3 separate regions of the Sus scrofa genome follow, and regions 1 and 2 are each linked to region 3. Evidence: chromatin contacts called from public HiChIP or PLAC-seq and promoter capture Hi-C data. All regions are on one chromosome and are shown on one strand. Each heading gives the region's core, a stretch centred on a gene start, on an enhancer-like site or on the middle of the called end of the contact. The rest is flanking DNA. Distances are from core to core; before and after follow the strand shown. Region 1 holds the start of PRRT2 (proline-rich transmembrane protein 2). Region 2 holds the start of CDIPT (CDP-diacylglycerol--inositol 3-phosphatidyltransferase). Region 3 holds the start of TBX6 (T-box transcription factor TBX6).

What was found. Promoter capture Hi-C pulls out the DNA fragments that hold promoters and counts their contacts. HiChIP or PLAC-seq counts read pairs in DNA pulled down with a chosen protein or histone mark.
Region 1: a contact with region 3 is called in a promoter capture Hi-C map of fetal liver, with 2.3 times the contacts expected there. The contact joins the promoter of PRRT2 here to the promoter of TBX6 in region 3. A contact is called at or near these places in 1 of 5 promoter capture datasets (fetal liver), 1 of 47 Hi-C or Micro-C datasets (epiblast stem cells) and 2 of 2 datasets of contacts at active chromatin or transcription factors (alveolar macrophages and skeletal muscle).
Region 2: a contact with region 3 is called in an H3K27ac HiChIP or PLAC-seq map of alveolar macrophages. The contact joins the promoter of CDIPT here to the promoter of TBX6 in region 3. A contact is called at or near these places in 2 of 47 Hi-C or Micro-C datasets (heart right ventricle and liver) and 1 of 2 datasets of contacts at active chromatin or transcription factors (alveolar macrophages).

Annotation. Positions count from the first base shown.
Region 1 is chr3:18,046,597-18,050,288 of Sscrofa11.1, forward strand. It overlaps PRRT2 (proline-rich transmembrane protein 2), which reads left to right and starts at 2,018. Exons shown (of 4, transcript XM_021086428.1): 1 at 2,018-2,216; 2 at 2,909-3,692. The coding sequence starts at 2,977. It overlaps MAZ (myc-associated zinc finger protein), which reads left to right. Exons shown (of 7, transcript XM_003354553.4): 7 at 1-935.
Region 2 is chr3:18,089,510-18,093,306 of Sscrofa11.1, forward strand. CDIPT (CDP-diacylglycerol--inositol 3-phosphatidyltransferase) reads right to left here and starts at 1,924. Exons shown (of 6, transcript NM_001167642.1): 1 at 1,882-1,924; 2 at 1,652-1,786; 3 at 796-949; 4 at 53-134. The coding sequence starts at 1,924. It overlaps LOC100622642 (putative protein T-ENOL), which reads left to right and starts at 2,458. Exons shown (of 6, transcript XM_021086430.1): 1 at 2,458-2,529; 2 at 3,609-3,702. The coding sequence starts at 3,613.
Region 3 is chr3:18,275,619-18,279,324 of Sscrofa11.1, forward strand. TBX6 (T-box transcription factor TBX6) reads right to left here and starts at 2,246. Exons shown (of 8, transcript XM_021088015.1): 1 at 1,728-2,246; 2 at 809-1,043. The coding sequence starts at 1,758. It overlaps YPEL3 (protein yippee-like 3), which reads right to left. Exons shown (of 5, transcript XM_021088027.1): 5 at 2,381-2,870. The coding sequence ends at 2,781.

The DNA.
Region 1 (3,692 bases), core at 768-3,267, 230 kb before region 3:
AAGTTGGTGGGGGGAGAGGGGAGAATGGAGTAAAGTCCCTTGGTACCGTCTCCTCTTCCCTCTTTTTTCCCACCAACTCCTCACTACTTCCCCACCAACCAAGGAGCCTCCTGAAGGAAAGGAGGAAGAAATGTTTTCTTAGGGGAATTCGCTAGGTTTTAACGATTTGTTTCTCCTGCTCCTCTTTTCCCCCTATCAGACCTGACCCCACACACACCTGTTCCCTTGGTTGTGTTGAAGCCCCCTGGACAGTGGGCAGGGGTGGCAGAGGACAGGAGTGGCCACTGCCCTCACCCCCTCTCCTCTCTGCAACCCTCTGCCCTGCCCTTCCAGGGATTTGTGAGCCTTCTCCCTCCACGGTCCTTCTTGCTCTCCTCCTTCCAGTGCCCCCCTACTGTCTGCTGCCCCTCCCTGGGGAGTTGGTGCTTTTTTTTTTTCCAGGGGGGAGGGAGGAGAGGAAGGAGGGAAATCAAGGATTCTGTCCCAGAGAGGGGGGGAGAGGTGTGAGATGTGCGAAGGGGCAGGAACAGGGAAGGCCAAGTTTGTACCTTCGTGACGTGGGGTGGTTTGGGGTCAGGCCCTAAACATCATCCTCTTTGAGAATCTGTCAGGGGAAAACAAGTCAAGGGGAGCAAAAGAAGGAGCCACTAGGGCCAGAGGCAGGACAAGAGATGGAACCTTAGGGGGGCAGGGTAAATGGGGGGATCCAGGGCCTAGAGGTGCTTCCTGGGGGTGGGGGGATGCAGCCGCAGTGTCTCCCCTTCCCTCTTCCACCCCAGCTCCAGCCCTGGTCTTTTCTTTTCATCCCTCTCCCCCACGACTGAAGCTGTGGCCCTGGCCATGTCATCGTGTTCCTGTGTCCCCTGCATGTTCCCCACCCTTCACCCCCTCCTTTTGCGCGGACCCCATTACAATAAATTTTAAATAAAAACCTGTCTCAGACTCCAGTGAATGAATTGCTCTCACCAAGCCCCTTGTGGCCACCCCCAGGGAGACCGTAGGCCTCTTGTCAGTCCCAGTCTGGCTCTGCCCTGTGCAGCTCTGGGGCTTTGGCTCCTCCCTCCCCAGAGGCGGCACAGGTGGCTGCAGTCCAGATAAAGGGTGCGGCTGAGGCTCTCCGTGGAGGGTGAGTTCCAGGACTCCCGGGTCTCTGGGGAATGCCCAGCCTGGACAGGCCCGGAATAGCCCCTGGAGGCTCGAAGAGGCCTGGGTCGGGAACCCAAGCGGTCGCTGGGTGTAAACGCTGCGTTCCCCCATCCAGAGCCCTCACCTGCTGCTCAGACCCCAGCCAAATACCTGCACACCCTTAGGAGGCCCTGAGACGGGATGGTGGATGATGTAGCTGCATAAAGGCTGGGCAGGTCTGAGCCCCAAGCCCTGGAACAATGAGGTTGAGAATAAAAACTCCACTTCCTCTTCATTCTTGGTGTGGTCCAACCCGCTTTTACTCGGGCTCCTCTGCCCCAGCCCCCTCCTGCTGCTCCGGCCCGCCCCCTGCAGCATCTACCCTGCCTGCCCCTTGGAATTCCCTTCCCTGTCCCGGCTCTCACTCTTCCGGGGACCCTTTTCTGGAGCCTTCCAGTACCCACTTCTGCTGCTGCTGTTTCCTTGGAGGTAGAGGGACTTCCCGTTCTGCAGGCTCCCTTCTCTTGGAAACCCCACCCTGCTCATCCTCTGCAGCCTCCCAAGTTTTACTTCGTCTCTCTCCCCTTCTTTCTGCTTCTAGAGGTGCCTCCAGCCGATCCCGCCTGTCTCGCTTGGTCCTGCCTTGCCTCGCAGACCCTTCTCCGTTTCCCCCAACCCCCCGGCCTCTGCCAGGACCCCCGGTGACCGTTGGCGGGAGGGGCCCGGGGCTTGGGAAGGGGGCACCCCCAGGAGGCGCGCGTGGGAAGGGCCGGGGATCGGGCGCGAGTGGTCCCCCGGCCGGTTGCCCAGGTAACGCGGGGCCTGGCACGCGTGTCTCCCTCCGCTGGCCGGGAGGGGCGGGAGGCGTGCAAGGGGCGGGGGCGGTGCGCGGCTGCGAAGCGTAGGGGAGGGGACCTGAGAGGAGGGGAGGGAGAGACGAGCGGAGGGGAGGGGAGACCCGCCGCCTCCCTCCTTCCCTCCCTCCCTCGCTGACTTGCTCCCTCCCGGGCTGCGGCTGCTGCAACCGCGGCGGCGGCGGCGGTGGCGGTGGCGGCGGCAGCAGCGGGAGCAGTCTGGAGGCCGGCGTCGAGGTGAGACGGGGATGGGCTGAGGCTGCGGGGAGGAAGTGGACGGACAGACCGCGGACGCCGGGAGGGCTGTGCGGGAATGCGGGCGCCTGGCGAACTCCGGCTCGTGGTGCTGGGCGCGCCACGCCAGTGGGAGGAGGCGGTGCCGGTCCCCCGGGGGCAAGGGAATCCCTGGGAGAGGGGCTGGGAAGGGGCTCAGAGGAGATGCCCAAGTCCCCCAGGGAGGGGCGGGGGCGTCTGCGCCCCAAACGCGCAGCAGGAAAAGCGCACCGGCTGGGCGCCCACGGAAGGGGGGGAGGACGCAGAGGGAGTGGAACGCCCGTATCGGGTCCTCGCCCAGTCTAGTCTGCCTGTGGGAGTGTATGGGTCTCTGGACAGCTTGTTGATGTGGGGGATGCTGTGGCATCTGCAGGATCCAAGACGCTGGGTCTTGTTGGGTGGATCCAAGAAGAGACCACGGGGAGGGTCCTGTTTACAAAAGGGTTAATCTGCCCAAGGCTCTCCAACCAGAAGGCTGCGCGGAGCACTCTTCCCCAGGGATGTCCCACCCGAAGGCAAAGGAAACCCCAACTTTTCTTCCTTTCCCCAGAGGCAGCCCCAGGCTGGCTGCGAGACAGGAGCATCGCCCTCCTGGGCTGCAGTGCTGAGAGCCACCTCTGCCCTCCTCACACCAAGCCCGTCTCCTCCTCTTCCAGGATTTGCTGCTGTCTCTGCTGCTCCATCCTTCTTCCCACAGCGGCCCTCTCCTCTCTCCTAGCTCAAGATGGCAGCCAGCAGCCCGGAGGTCTCTGAGATGAAAGGGGCAGAGGAGGGTGCCCAGACCCAGGGAGAAGGGCCCGGCCATTCTGAAGATGGAACCGGCCCTCCCCAGGCCCCAGCTGGGGTCCCAGATGAGCCAGAGACCCTGCCGCCAGGCCCAGACATCACTGGGGCCCCTGTGGACTCAGAGCCCGAGGCTGGGCTGGCTCCAGAAACCACAGAGACCCCAACTGGGGCCCCAGAAGCAGCTCAGGCCACAGACCTCAGCGCCAACCCAGGAGGGGAATCAAAGGCCAACTCCAGCCCCGAAGAAACATGCCAAGAGCTAGCATCCAAACCAGAAGTGAGCAAAGAGGCCACTGCAGACCAGGGGACCCACCTGGAACCTGCAGCCCCACTCGAGCCAGCCTCAGAGCCTGCCCCCCAGCTGGACCCCCAGTCAGTCCCTCAGCCAGACCCCCAGCCAGCTTCCCAGCCCACCTCCACGCCAGTCCTTCAGCCAGAGCCACCGACCCAGGAGGACCCCACCCCTGAGGTCCTGACGGAGAGTGGGGGGGAAAAGCAGGAAAATGGGGCTGTGGTTCCCCTGCAGGCTGGGGATGGGGATGGGGAAGAGGGTCCAGCCCCCCATCCTCACTCACCACCCTCAACGAAAACCCCCCCAGCCAATGGGGCTCCACCCCGCGTGCTACAGCAGCTGGTGGAGGAGGATCGAGTAGG
Region 2 (3,797 bases), core at 674-3,173, 190 kb before region 3:
CGCGGAGCCCAGGACTGGCCTAAGCTAAGCGGGGTAAACAGCGAAGGCTCACCCTGGAGGTGTAGTAGATGCGAAGCACTGGATTTCCCGACAGGTCAATCATCTTGTGACTTTCACTGCCTCGGACCACAGAACTTGGGGGAGAAAGAAAGTAGGGGGAAATCCATGAGCGTTCATTACATTGAAAGCCAACCCCCAGGAGGCAGGTGTCAGGATGCCTCGTTGAACAGAGGAGGGACTGGGCACAGCTGAAGACCACTGTCCTGCCCAACGCCACCTAGCTAGGGGAAGAATCAGGACTCAAAAGCCCCGTGCCCCTTCCCAAGGGATTTATTTATTTTTCTTTTTATGGCTGCCCCTGGGGCATGTGGATGTTCCCAGGCTAGGGGTCGAGTGTGGTCAACGCCACAGCCATTAGCAACACTGGATCCAAGTCACAGGGACCTACGCCACAGCTTGTGGCAACGCAGGATCCTTAACCCACTGAGTGAGACCAGGGATCGAACCCACATCCTCACACAGAATGTGTCAGGTCCTTAACCTTCTGAGCCACAACAGGAACTCCAGCCCAAGGGATGTTTGCTCTGTGGAATCCTTGAATAACCAGCCAGAAAAGTTGCAGGAATTACTGAATCCAGCTGTAAAACAGGACTGAAGCTGATTCAGAGATTTGCCCAAGGTCGTTCGGCAAAGCAGAGCTAAAAAGGAGATCTCCCGAGAAGCCTGAAGACACTGCCCCCACCGCCATATGACCTCAGCCCTCCCCACCCGGTCATCACGCCCAGAATGACAGACCTGTGAAGGTGCAGCCAGTGGCTGGCCACATCCAAGCTCATGCTGAGCTGGAAGAGAAGGGTGGCTCGAGGGTACAGCAGGGCCAGGTTGACCAGCAGACACATGGTGGAGCAGCGGTCTGTCAACATGTCCAGCATGGCCCCAAACCGGGTCCCTGAAAAATGGTGGCTATTAGGTGGCAAAGAGCTGTGGAGGAGGCGGTGGATGGATGACAGGGGCCGTATCTGGTGGATCATTCAGATGCAGAGTCTAAGGGTGACGGTGCATCCACTGCCTGGGGAGGCGAGGAGACTGTTCTGCCTGGACCAAAGGGCCAGGGTCACCGTGCCACAAAACAGAACACATGGGAATGCAGAGAGAACAAAGCAGAAGTGGGGAGGCTAGCTCTAGAGCTCATCAACCCCAGAATCCAGGGTCCAGGTCTCCAGACAAGAAGACTTGAAATCTTAGGGAAGTCTTGGAAGTGAACAGATTCAAAAAGTAGACAACCCTCCAGAAACTATCCCTCTTCCCTCTCCATCTGCCTTCCAAACCCACCTTCTGGAATCATTCTGGCTGGTGCCTGCCACACAGGAGATACCAATAAACATAAACATCTGTTGAATGGATGTTTTAATCCTTCGGAGAGGCCGGCAGCACTGCCACTTGCCACGCCCAGTCTTGCCATCCCACACCCCTCCTCTCAAAGAGTGCTTCTCAACTGCGAGCTTAAATCCCTTCCGCTACAAAAGCGGGCCACTCTGCTCTGCTTTCTACAGAGATGGGAATGACAGAGCTCCTGAGTACCTGAGGAAGCAGGAAAAGGGGGCAGAGGGTTGTTGGGCCTCGAGGCTGGCTGGGAGGAGGTATCTGTCACCTTGATTAAGGACTCGAGCAGCGTGTCCATCAAAAGCGTCCAGAAGTCCGCTGAGCAGGTAGAAGGAGGAGGCCGTGAAGGGGCAGCAGGGCATGAAGTAGAAAGAAATGATGGCGAAGACAATCCGGGCATAACCTTGGGACGGGACGAGGGAGAGACAGGGCAGATCAGGAAGCCTGCCCAAGACCCCTGGCCCTCCCGTTCGGCCCGGAGCCGCGGACAGCACTCACCAATAAGGTTAGGCACAAACAGGAAGATATTTTCGCTTGGCATCGCGGAGGCCCCCTGGCCGCTCTGGGCCTTATCCGGAGGTGCCAACTCTGTCCCAGCCCCGGCGCGACGCTCACCCTCCAGCCTGGCGCATCGGCCGCGCCCACTGCGCGCAGGTCTCTGCTGCCCCAGCCGGGTCCCAGATGTTAAAGCTCAATGTCGACCGTAGCATGGGCTAACCCAGCTGTGAGCCGGGAGCGAACACCCTGCCCTTCCTCAGGGCAGACGCTCGCCTCTTCCTGCCTCCAGCTGCGGCCTCTGCTGCTCCAGCTGTGCTGGGCTTCCGGAACCTACTCTACTGCGTTCTACCTTGCAAAATTGGAGAAAGGAAGAAGAGGCTTTTGAAATGGCTGCGGCCCCTTTAAGACCTGCTGGCTTCCTTGTCTTCCCTCCGCCCCTTACCATCGGCTTGTACCAAAGCACAGAGGGAGGAGAGGGGAAAAAGAAACATAGTCGTCGAGCAAAAAAGGGAATTGAAAAGGAGAGGCCAAAAGAGAAGGAGGCCTAGATAAATGTCTCTACGTTCCTTTCTGTGCAGGGTATGACTTCCTGGAGACAAAGATAAGGGGAGAAGATTCCGCTCTCTCGCGTTTTTGCACCCCCAAGAGGTCAGGTTATTTGGTACAGTCCACATTTTCCTTCCCCGCCCCCCTCTCTCCACCCTCATTAGCTCTTGCAGGATCCAGGCAACGAGATGACAGCCAGAGGGCCCGAAGGGCGACCTGGGGGGGGGCTGCTTTTCGCGTGCCCCTAGTGGTGGGAGGATTAGGTCGCAGGCTCCACTCTGTGTCATCTTCCCAGGTCTCTCTAGATTCTAGCGCTAGAGTCACTGACCCCTAAGAGGGACCTAGCAGGGAGCGGAGGAGTTGCGAATGCGACAAGCTAGGAAAATGCCCTTACCCCTGTGGTTCTAGAATCCCTAGTCTCCTGGCAACGGCGCTGCGGAACCTTTGCATATGCCAAAGTTTTCGTAGTAAGGGGTAGCGGAGCCGCCCTGGGTTCCCCTTTTTCCAAACTTCTCCCCCAACTCCCCGCTCCCACGGCCCCTAAAAGGGCTTTTTAGACCTCCCTGTCCCCTCTTCTGCCCAGGAGCCCAAGATTTCGACCCATCTGCCAGGTCGGGGGTGGCAAGTGGGCTGCCTTGTCTTAAGAAGGGCCTTGGATGGGAAGAAGGAAAGCGAGGCTCTCGCCGGGCCGAGTGGAGGCAGGGGAGAGGGGGCGGGCGTGTGGGTGTCCCACTCCCTCCCCCAGGAAGATTTAAGGCAGCGATTTTTTTTTTTTTTTTTTTTTTTTTTTTGGTCTTTTTGCCTTCTCCAGGGCCGCTCCCGCGGCATATGGAGGTTCCCCGGCTAGGGGTCGAAGTGGAGCTACAGCTGCCGGCCTACACCACACCCACAGCAACGCCAGATCCGAGCTGCGTCTGCAACCTACACCACAGCTCACGGCAACTCCCAATCCTTAACCCACTGAGCGAGGCCAGGGATCGAACCTGCAACCTCATGGTTCCTAGTCAGATTCCTTAAACACTGAGCCACGACGGGAACTCCAACCCCCCCCCCCCCCCCCCCCCCCCCCGCTTCAGAGAGAAACTGACACAGTCCTCTAAGGCCTTGGGCGAGAGTGGTGGGTTGGGTTTGGCAGAAGGAGGCTGGTTTCGCAGCCTAACATGGGCTCCAACTGTCCCCAGGGGGATGACATCCACTCCTACCAGGAATGAGGAGAAAAAGGGCAGCCGGCTGTCCCAAGCAGCGACCTCTACAGCCTCATTGAGTGGAGGTCTGGTGAGTGTCCGAGAGGACTTGAGGTGGGGGTGAAATGAAGTAGAGAGCTCTCAGCTGAGGGCACTGAGATCTCCCAGCCTTGAGACCCTAACCTC
Region 3 (3,706 bases), core at 996-3,495:
CTGGAGCTACCTACCCGCCGGGGTACAGCACCAGCCAGGCGGCATAGCCACAGAAAATCAAGGGACCTGGAATCCGAGCTCCCAGGGCAGATCTTAGGGCCGTAAGCTTGTCTCATCCCATTTTACAGATGAGAAACAGGACAGTGAGTCACACAGCAGGTTAGGAGCAGGTCCAGACTCCTGACTCCTGGCCCCTCAAACTCCATTGCAGAAGCAGGAGTGACACGGTTTTTTTCCCCGGAAATCTTCCCAGGAGCCCTGTGTTCCCCAGCTTGATCTCCAGCACCAGAACCTGTAGCTGCTGGAGACACTTGCTTCAGAGAAAATAAAAAGGGGCCTTATCATGCCAGGGCCTGAGTTCTCGGCCTAGATAAAGACCCACACACAGACCATATCCCTGTCACCAAGGTGACCCCAGATCTAGTCACATCCTGACCTCTGATCCTGGCCAGACTTCCCTGCTGCTGGTCAATGGCCTGACCCCACTCATAGTCGAAATCCTGACCCTGGCCACAGACTGACCCCTGATCCAGGCACACGCTAACCTATAACCTAACCAGACTTTCCGACCCTGGCCCAGAATGACCTAAGACTCTTGCCATAGGTTAGTCCCTAAACCAGCCGCAGATGCCACAGACTGACCCTTGACCCTTGCCACAGAATGACCCCCTGTGCAGAACCCCTGATCCAGGCCATAGTCACACTCTTACGAAGAGCCCTAGCCCCATCCCCTGGACCTCTGCCTTTCCCAAGAGACCCCCACCAGGGACACCTCCGGGGTCCTCTGACCCTGGCCCAGCCCCCTCACCTCCCGGCTTTGGTGATGATCATCTCTGTTCCTACGGAGTTGAACTCCTTCCACAGCTCCCGGTTCTCCAGGCTCAGGCTGACTCCAGGGAGAGAATGAAGGGCTTCTGGGGCTGGAGGGGGTGGCTCGGTGCCCAGGGCTGGGGGCAGTGGGGGTAGAGGTGGGGGCGCAGCCAGAGGGCGGGGAGCAGCTTCAATCCCAGAGAGGAAGCAATCCAGTTTGGGAGGGTCCAGATCTGGAGATGGGAAGAGAATGAGGAGCCAGCCGAGGGCCACAGCCCCCCACCCCAATTCCTGCCCAGGAACTGCTCCCACCGCTCATGCTCACCCGGGTAGCGATAGCTCTCTGCCAGGGCAGGCGGGAAGCTGGAATCTGCCCCGGGCTGGGGGGGCCCAAGGCGGTAGCTGGGCCCCAGGGAGGGGTACAGCTCCCGTGGATGGTACATGGAGTAGTCCTGTCTGGCCTCAGGTCACGCTGCCTAGAGTGCCCCGGTGCTGAGAGATGCCCGCTTTATAGCTCACAGCTCAGCCCCTTCCAAACCCAGGATCACAGCCCCTCCCCTCTTTGGGGCCCTGGAGTTGGGCTGGGGTGGAGACCCCTGGGGCCTGGAAGGGGTCCAAGAGGGGGCCGGATACCTGGGTATCCTCCCTTTCTCCCCTCCCCACCCCCCTAGGCTTCATTAGCCCCGACCCCCTGCCCCCTCATTACATAATTAACTCCTCGGCCTGATTGATCCCCGGGGCTCGACAGGGACGCAGTTTGGCGCTTCCGGCCAGCTGGTCCCCGTTCCCACGGGGGGAGCCCCGGCTAGGGATAAGCTACTGAGAGGCGGGGCCTGGGCCCAGGGATGGAGCTCGGAGTCCTGGCACAGACCTTGGCGCCCCAGACTTTTTTGGCAGGTGACCCCTCCACCCTTCACCTGGAGGGTGAGATGTGGAGGAACGAAGCATGACTGGAGGGAAGGAGCAGGGCTGGAGGGACGCGGCCTGAGCTCACTGGGGAATTCGAGGAGTCCGCAGCTGAGGCCTGAACCCTGGCGTCCTTCTTGGTTCCCATTCCGAAAACCCTCCACCCTCGGCCGAGTCTCAGAAGTTTAAGAGACGCCCGCAGCTCGACGGTCTCTTGACGGCTAGCACCTGGGTTTCCCAGAAGGTCCCGCGCTGGGGAGTCCACGGAACTACACTTCCCAGCAGGCCTAGCGCCTGGGTTCCGCGCGAAGGAGACAGGCAGATGCCGCTGTGGCCGCTGGAAGTTGTAGTTGAGACGAGGAGGGCGGTGAAACCGGCGGCGCCGTTGCCTCCCGGGAGAGCAGCCCCTAGGCGGCGTCTGAACTCTTAGGCTGAGAAGATGCAGATCAGCTGAGGTCAATGCCTCACGAGCTAGAGTGGGCTCGGGGAATCTCCACCGGCAGTGAGGTCCTTCCTGGGTGCCAAGATAGCTGAGCCCCAGGTGCAAAGGTTCTCAGCTTTGACCGCCGTGCCTACCCCACCCGGGATCCAGAAGGAAATGGGTCTGTAGAGACAGGAGTCTGCATTTGAGTCCCCCCTTCCCGGATTCCACGTGAGCCTGGGCTGTCTCCACTTCATTGTTTTATTATGTACAAACGCTACAGAACAAGGGGAGCAGACACGCGTGGGGTAAGAGGGGCCCGGTGGGAGGAGAAGTTCACAGGGCAGATGGCGCACTGGGGCCAAGAGAGCAGCACACAGGCCATGTCTATAGGGCAGGCAGGGCAGGAAGGGGTTAAAAACGAGATCCAAGCCAGCCAGATCGCAGGGAGGTGCGGGGGTGTCGTCCACCTTGTCCACCTTCTGATCTCCCACCAAGGTCACAGTGCATGCAATAAAATATATGTACAGGATCCTTCCTCGGCAGGGGCCCTGAGGTCCAGAGCTCCCTTCGGATGGAGGCAAGCCCGTGGCGCCCCCTGGCGGCCAGGCCGGGCTGGAGCCACAGGCGTCAGGAGCCAGGGTCAGTCCCAGCCATTGTCTTTGATCATGTGGTTGAGTTCAATGATGTACTTCCCCTCTTTGTACTTCTGGCTGCTCTCGAAGGCCTGTTCCTGAAAGGAGGGGAGAGGCTGTCATGCTTGGAGCTAGGGCCTACCAAAAGGAGCAGGGGTTGGGGAATGGATATGATTTGGCCCTGTTTAACGTAGGAGGAAACTGTGACCCAGAGAAGCCCAACCACCTGCCCATAGACACAGAACTGGTAAAGGGCAGGGCTGGGCTTCCCACTGACAGCGGACAGACAGAACTCTCTGAATCACAGCTACTTTTTAATTACTAATGTTGGCTCCAACAGAAAGGATATGGAAGTTTCCAAAAGATCCAGGGATTACAAACTGGTAGCTTGAGGGCCATTTGGGGCCTATACCTATGTTTGGTTTGGCCAACAGAGAGTTTAATATAAAGAACTTTAGAATACTAAAATATGGGGCAGGCTGTGCTCGCTCCAGTTTGCCAGACTGCCCCCCTCCTCTCCAGATCTATGCTGCCCTTTTTTGCAGATCAATAGTATCTGCTTGGCCCTGCAAGCAGCTGAGTTTCTGATGTCTGGATGAGGCCATCTCTTTATTTTACAGAGGTTCAGAGGCCAAACCAGAGCACATTTGTGGCAGGGCCAGGGGTGAACTCAGGTCAGGGTTCTGTCTCTGCCTGGAGCATCTGTCTCACAGAGGCCCCACTCTTGTCCTTTGCGGTTTTCCAGCAGCATCTTCTTTTGCTGCATCTAATCTGATCCCCCTAACAATCTTGGGTGCCAGGTGGTGGCTTGATCCTCCACTGCCAGATAAGGAAATGAGACTCAGGGTAGTGAAATCAAACCCCGAACGGCAGCAGGGGGCAATGAGGGCAGTGGAGAAGGAGGCTCATGAACCCACCACGCTCCATGTTGCTG